2 separate regions of the Mus musculus genome follow, and region 1 is linked to region 2. A link is a contact called in public HiChIP or PLAC-seq data. All regions are on one chromosome and are shown on one strand. Each heading gives the region's core, a stretch centred on a gene start, on an enhancer-like site or on the middle of the called end of the contact. The rest is flanking DNA. Distances are from core to core; before and after follow the strand shown. Region 1 overlaps Cyp4f18 (cytochrome P450, family 4, subfamily f, polypeptide 18). Region 2 holds the start of Fcho1 (FCH domain only 1).

The links. HiChIP or PLAC-seq counts read pairs in DNA pulled down with a chosen protein or histone mark.
Region 1: an H3K4me3 HiChIP or PLAC-seq map of forebrain shows a contact between it and region 2, with 7 times the contacts expected there. The contact joins the enhancer-like site here to the promoter of Fcho1 in region 2. A contact is called at or near these places in 2 of 39 promoter capture datasets (embryonic stem cells and hippocampal neurons), 15 of 484 Hi-C or Micro-C datasets (the Ba/F3 cell line, the C2C12 cell line, the G1E-ER4 cell line and 6 more), 19 of 115 datasets of contacts at active chromatin or transcription factors (the 230-238 cell line, bone marrow-derived macrophages, craniofacial prominence and 8 more) and 5 of 9 other capture datasets (adipose tissue, embryonic stem cells, liver and 2 more).

The regions. Positions count from the first base shown.
Region 1 is chr8:71,986,829-71,990,258 of GRCm38.p6, reverse strand. It overlaps Cyp4f18 (cytochrome P450, family 4, subfamily f, polypeptide 18), which reads left to right. Exons shown (of 13, transcript NM_024444.2): 10 at 265-398; 11 at 488-552; 12 at 1,117-1,199; 13 at 1,522-1,777. The coding sequence ends at 1,699. Among named protein-coding and RNA genes, the nearest start is that of Gm51535, 16 kb to the left of the region's middle. Within about 2 kb of position 1,633, at least 152 of the 459 cell types and tissues checked have an H3K27ac peak or open chromatin away from gene starts, as enhancers often do. A contact at or near this core is called in adipose tissue, bone marrow-derived macrophages, craniofacial prominence and 11 more, where this site is marked.
Region 2 is chr8:71,724,265-71,728,066 of GRCm38.p6, reverse strand. Fcho1 (FCH domain only 1) reads left to right here and starts at 2,386. Exons shown (of 28, transcript NM_028715.3): 1 at 2,386-2,434.

The sequences.
Region 1 (3,430 bases), core at 384-2,883, 260 kb before region 2:
AATTCTGTTTCTGTTTTTGTTTTTAAATTACATTAATTAATTAATTAATTAATTAATTAATTAATGTCTCTCTTGGAGATTGAACTCATTTTCAGACTTACTGACAGCTGATTTTCCTCTCTGAACCATTTGGTCAGCCTGTGTTTTTCCAATTCTCATGTACTTCATCCATCTTAGCACTTAAAACAGGGAGGTTTCACTGGGTCACAGAGGAGTTGAAGTTCTCTCATTTTTGATCTGGTTAACTATTCCCCCCCCCCTCAGGGACGACCTGGCCCAGCTGCCATTCCTCACCATGTGCATTAAGGAGAGCCTACGGCTGCATCCTCCCGTCACTGCAATCTCCCGATGCTGCACTCAGGACATTGTGCTCCCAGATGGTCGGGTCATCCCTAAAGGTGCCCGAAACATCAGGGAGGAGGGAAGGTTCTGGGCAGACAGTGGATCCAGGTTGCAGCAGTTCTTCATTGCTTCATTTCCCCCACAGGTGTCATAAGCCGAATAAGTATTTTCGGGACACATCACAATCCAGCTGTGTGGCCAGACCCGGAGGTGCTGTCCCTCTTAATTCTTTGTTATAGGCTGGGATTCTCAAGAGGACGGTCTTTTTGTTTGTTTGTTGGCTAAGGTCTCATGTAGCTCAGGCTGGCTTCAACTTAACCTGTAGCCAAGGATAACCATAAACTTCTGATCCTCCTGCTTCCACCCCCTCAGTGTTGGGATGAGAGGTGTGCAGAACCACGCCTGGTTTATGTGGTGCCTGGGATGGGATCCAGGGCTTTGTGCCTGCTAGGTAATTGCTCTTTCAACTTAGCTACCTCCCCAGCCCCAGTCATGGGTTTTATGAAGCAGGGTGTCAGGTATCCCAGGCTAGCCTGGAAGTCCTTACACAGGAGTTGACCCAGAACCCTTGATCCTCCTGCCTCCTGCTGCTGACAGGTTTGCAGCCATCAGTTTTATGCTGGTGCTGGGATGGAATCCAGGGTTTACGACTACTCCTCATTGCATCCCAGGAGGTAGATAAATCAACTCTGACCTTCCATGCACACTGAGGACTCTGCTCTTGGCTACGCTGGCAATTGGTTCTCACCCGCCATGATTCCATGTCCCCTGCAGGTCTATGACCCCTTCCGCTTTGATGCCGACAACGTCAAGGGCAGGTCACCCCTGGCTTTTATTCCCTTCTCGGCTGGGCCCAGGTGAGGCTAGGACTGAGGGGCAGGGGCCTCGGGCTGACTGTGAGGACGGGGGAGTTGGGGTTTTTTGGAGGTTAGCGTTTCCTCCCTACCTCCCTGCACAGAATTGTGCAAAGGTTTGGGAACCAGGGAGGGGAAGGTGAAGAGTCCTCTGTGCTCAGAATCCCGCCCTGGCCTTTTCGGCTATTGATCAAGGCTTGGCTCTGAGGATGTCTACGTCCTTGCGTGGTCCCAGAAACCTCAGACTCGGGCCAGGTTCTAGTGCTGTGTTGGTCCTGGGTAGGGTCTTGGGCACAGTCAGAGTTCCCACCCCGCCCTCCTGCAGGAACTGCATAGGACAGACTTTCGCCATGAGCGAGATGAAAGTAGCTCTGGCGCTGACTCTGCTGCGCTTCCGCGTTCTGCCGGATGACAAGGAGCCCCGCAGGAAGCCGGAGCTGATCCTGCGCGCAGAAGGCGGGCTGTGGCTGAAAGTGGAGCCGCTCAGCGCAGGCGCGCAGTGATCTCTGAGCTGGCGTGGGACTCTCCTATCCATCCACCCACCTGTGCCTTTCCAGGAATAAAATTTTCTTGTCACCTTGTCTGAGCCTCACCAAACATCCAGGTTACATGCCTCATGTGAGCCACAGGGAGCCATGAAAGGTGTTTGAGTGGTAGAGGGATTTAAGGGACATGAAAATTAATATTGTCATTCAGGAGGCAAGGTACACCTGTGAGCGATAATCTGGATAAATCAACTGAAGTGGAATGATCAGTCCTAATCCTTACTGTAGGTGGCGCCATTACTAGGTTTGGGTTCTGGGTTGAATTAAAAAAAAAAAAAAAAAAAAAAAAGACAAGAAAGCGTGGCTCAGATTAGAGGTGGCTCTTCCCACCTCAAATGTTCTAATCAAGAAAATTGCCTTAGAGATGTGCCAAACAGCTTGGGTTTTAGTTAATTACAGATGTAGTCAAATGAAAACCAAGAATGGCCACCATAGCTAGACTACTAACCCTTCCCAAACATTTCCACCAAATGTGAGAGCAAGGACATGAGCTTAGGGGTCATCCTCATTCAAATCGCCACAGTCCCTTACCTTTTGAGGATGTAGCATTACAGCAACTGGGCATGCGAATTAGTCAGGATTCTCTAAAGCCACAAAACAATGGGATGTCTCTATATATTAAGAGGATTTATTGGAATGACTTACAGTCTGTAGTCCTGAGAGGCCAAATCTTTTAAGTTTAGACTCCATTTTAGAGAACCTGACCTAAGTTTCAACTCAGGTCAACTGACAGGCTGGTACCTAGCATTAGTTTCCAAGCTGCCACCAACAAAACCCGAGCCTAGCTCCAGTCTCTAGGCTGATCCCCACAAGACCAGCGTCTCCAGGTTATTCTCCCAACAAACCTACAACCCCAGGTTACAAGCCCACTCCCTGCTCAATGATCACCAATGCAGAGGGAAGCAGAAATTAGGTTTATAATATAGTTCCCAACACCAGCCAATTGTGTTAAAGGCTACAGCAGCTTTCCAATTAGATGCTTGCACACTCCACCCCCTTGCTGCTTACTATTAAGCCTTGCCCCGATAGATATTCAAGGCTCCTCCACCACCAAAACCTTCCTGAGTGACAATGGTGCATTGGAGGGGCCTGAGCTAGCTCGAATAGAATAAAGACCCTGCTGTGATCGGCTTATGTCTGTGTTTTGGGAGTTCAACCCTTCCCTGGCACAACAGTCCAACTAACCTAACAATGGGCAGCTGTGAATGGGAAGTCTAGTTGTTGCTCAGTCCCACAAGGCTAGGTGTTTCAGCTGGTCTTCTCTATAAGCTGGAGTCATGAAGTACACTCCAACAGATGTGCTGGCAAGTAAGTGCAGGCAGGCAAAGAAGGAACGCAGGCATAAATATTTGCAACCTATTTTTAATAAGGGTTTAACCTCTCCTTTAGCCCACCACCCAGCATAGGGAGTGAAAGAGAAAAGTTACTAGAATATGGGGAAGTGGACCTGTTCAGCAATAGTTCTTTGGGGGCAAGCTTAATCTTCTTGGGCAGCAGTTCAGTCCAGTAGCAAACACCAAATATGACCCAGCAGCAGCTGCAGACCAGTCCTCTCGGCAGGCAGACACCAGGCACAAACCACCAGCTACAGTCCAGCCCTTTCAGCAAGCAGACACCAGGCAGCTGTAGTTTAATCCTAAAGAAATCGCCAGGCTTGCCAACTGGCTTAAGGTAAGGCCACAGAAGCAC
Region 2 (3,802 bases), core at 1,137-3,636:
AAGCCACGCCTCCTAATGTGTCCATCATCTCTTCGGTCCTTTAGCTGAGAGTTATTGGTGGACTCAACCCATTGGTGCATCCCAGAAGGTTTTTTTGTTTTGTTTTGTTTTGTTTTGATGTATGTGAGTACACTGTAGCTGTCTTCAGACTCACCAAAAGAGGGCATCAGACCTCATTACAGATGGTTGTGAGCCACCATGTGGTTGCTGGGAATTGAACTCAGGACCTCTGGAAGAACAGTCAGTGCTCTTAACCACTGAACCATCTCTCCAGCCCGCAGAATTTTTCAATGTAGGAGCCCAGGCTAGCCTCTGAAGTGCTGGGATCCAAGCAGGAAGTACTATGGCAGTCAGTGGTTCGCTCCGCAGGTTTTATACCCTTGGGAGGACATCCCACACCTGACCCGTTCCTTTCAAGGCTCTAGTGCAAAGTATTTTATTGTGATGAACATAAAGTAATGGGGTGGGAATATTGCAATCACTGGCTGTCGTTCATCACCGAAGGAAGTAGGGATAGAAACTCACACGGGGCAGGAACCTGAAGGCAGGAGCTGGTGCTGAGGCCACGGAGGGGAGCTGCTTACTGGTTTGTTCCCTGTGGATTTCTCAGCCTGCTTTCTTACAGAATCCAGGACCACCACCCCAGGGATGACCACCCACAATGGGCTATACTGCCCCCATCAATATCTAATTAAGAAAATGCCTCACAGCTGTATCTCATGAAGCTTTATCTCAACTGAGGCTCCTTCCTCTCTAGATGACTCTAGCTTGTGTCATGTTGACACACGGTCATCAAATAGTCACCAGTTGAGATATGTGTATAAATGGTACACACACACACACAATTACAATCACACTTTTCCTCCTGATAGTCCACATTCGGGGAAACTTTCTCCCATTTCCTGTGTCCTCATCACGGAGATACGACTGAGTCATGTCGAGAATGAGGGCTGCTATGGGGGTGCACACCCCTGAAAGGGCCTGGGAAGTCTTGAGTTCTAGACCAGCACCTGCCTAGAACCAGTCAATGACAGGTGACAGTGATCACAGGTCAAAACCTGTTCCATCCGACTCTGATGGCTTTGCTTCAGCCCCTGGAACCCACCCTACTCCAGCTCTGGACACAGCAATGGCATGCATGCACACATCCACACACATATGGGGAGGAGAGAGAGGGAGGAAGGAAGGGAGGGAGGGAGGGAGGGAGGGAGAGAGAGAGAGAGAGAGAGATGCTTTTCTTACCATTCTCAAATCCCAGAACCCAAAGGTGACTCGAGGGCTCTTGGGCCAACAAAAGGACATGTGAAAAATGTGAACAGCATGGAGAATGGAGAGCGGGCTATCTTACCAATTGTGGCAGATGGTCACCAGTCAGCTGGGTGTGGGGCCTATCTAAATGTTTAATCTTTATTGTTTGAATTGATGCATAAATTGATTAATTGATTCATTGGTAGTGTGCACATGCCACAGGTTAGAGGATACTTTTCAGGACTCTCTCAAAAAATCCAGGCTTTGCTACAAGCATCTTTGCCCACTGAGCCATCTCACCGGCCCTGAAGCTAGTATTTAGCTATGTATGGTTGCCATCAGAACCCGGCATCATTTGGGGCAGAGCTGCAGTAGATGGTTCAAGTAAGAAGTGGGGCAGCCTCAGTCTGGGATGGACCTGGATTTGATTCCCACCACAGGAAAATGCCCAAACTGAGGTGTCTGGGGTCCAAGGCTGCAGGGGCATGTACTGGAGATGAAGGGCACTTAGCTTTCTGGTTGTGCCCAGGCCAGTGGTCCCACTTCCTTGGAGGTGCTTCTGGGGCAGGGAGAGAGATGGCTCAGTAGTCCTGAGGATCATCATGCTGCCATGTGACCCTGAACAAGAAACGGAGCCCAGGCCGGGGAGTTAAGTCTCTCGAAGTTGTCATATGGGAGTGGAGTGGACATGTGGCTCTTGCTTAATGCTGGGGCAGCCTGGCTTCATCACCAGCACACAGCCTGAATAAATAAATGGCATGTCACATGAATGGATAGACCAGAGTTGCTATATGACCTCCAAAGCAACTCCTAGCCATGTTCCTTGATTCCTTTGTTTGTAAAATGAGGCTCAATATTAAATGTCACCTAATTCACAGCCTCGGAGGGGTTCTCCAAAGAGCCATGTATGCAGTAGGTACTTAATAAAAGCTATCCCCTCTTTCCCTCCCAGTCTCCCGAGAGACTTGACAGGTGCAGAGATCAAGGAGCTTCTCCTGTCACTTTAAAATATGCAAATAGCCTGCGGATGAATTTCCAGGCTCAGCCAACCAGTGCAGGGTTTATGAAGCACCGCGGGGCGGAGCTCCTCCTGACCACACCCATGGCGGGGCCAGCAGCGCGCTCCGCAGCGCGCGGGGAGGGCGGGGCGCGGGTCTGGAGCGCGCAGGTAGCGCCGCGAGAGGCGGTGAGTGTCCCCGGCGCGGGGCTCCGGTGCGGGGTGCGGGGTGCAGGACGCGGGGGCGGGGTGCGGGGCGGGGACGCAGCCTCCATCCTGACCCGGCCCGAGCGCAGGTGCCGTCTGCAGAAGGCGGGGCGCCACTCTATGGCATCTCTCAATCCTGGGCTGGGAGGCTGAGACCCCCCCCAGGACCCCCAATCCCTCTTCCGGGTCTCTAGCCTGGCCCTAAGCTGGGGGCCGCCTCCCTCGCTGCCCCTCTTCCTCGCCTGGGAACGAGGGTCTCCTCCTTTCCTTTGCACCCGCTCTAGGGTTGGTAGGCTGGTGGGGGTTCTGTAGGGCGAGTGTGGTGGAATTGCGGGGTATCTGGAGTATGGAGCGCGGGATCCCCTCCCGGGGGAACGGGGCCTGGAGAGGCCTGGAGCCTGCACCAGGGACTCCCGCGCCCTGTTAGGGGGGCAGCCGGCATCTGCTCCAAGGGACAGAATTAGTCTAGGTGAATGAGGATGGGGTGCAGAGAAGGTCGGGGATGGCCGCCCCTCCACTTGCCCTCAGCGTCGCAGGACCTGCTTCATGGTGACCTTGGGCAGGTGACAGCACCTCCCTGATCCTTAGTCTCCTCCTCAGAATATAGAGGTTGAGGAAGCCAGACTATCTGTCTCAAATTCCCAACACCTGTGCCCCATTTTCTCCAGATGGGGACCACAATCTTTAGTCAAATGTTAGGGCACTCTGGTTTTGGCACTTTAAAAGGGGTTGAGCCTGGTGTGGTCATTACAATCCTCTGGTGGCTGAGGCTGGAAGATCTGCAGCTTGAGGCCAGCCTGGGCTACATTCACAGACTCTGCCTCATTAAAAAAGCATAAACAAAACAAACCATGATTTTGATTGATGGATACAGTCTAGCCTGGGGCGGAGCAGCGAGACCTAAGGCCAGCAGAGGACAGTTTCTATCTGACCATAAGATGGACGGGCCTCCAATCAAGACCCAGACTTTGTCACTGTGGTCCCACCCATGTGGCTGCCCAGGTCACACCCTGACCCACATACCATCACCTACAATAGGGTTCCTAGGCTGGTTCCTGGGCGGGGTCCCAAGTGGAAGGTCAGGTCTTAGTCCCTGCCTCTTGCAGGATAGTAGGGTGAGTCCCAGGCAGGAAGCCTGACACCCCCAAATTTGTGTGCCCAGACTGGACTTAAACTGAGCCTTCTGTGAAGTGGACTGAAAGTCTGTAGGAAGATCAGAGGTGGTTGTGGGAGTGACAGCGCGCCGTAAACACCCACTCCTATGATAGTAATTATGATATTGCATTCATTAAATGGGGTCACAGCCAAGGAGGCAGTGAGATGTCTTTGAAGGGTGTGACCAGTGTCACT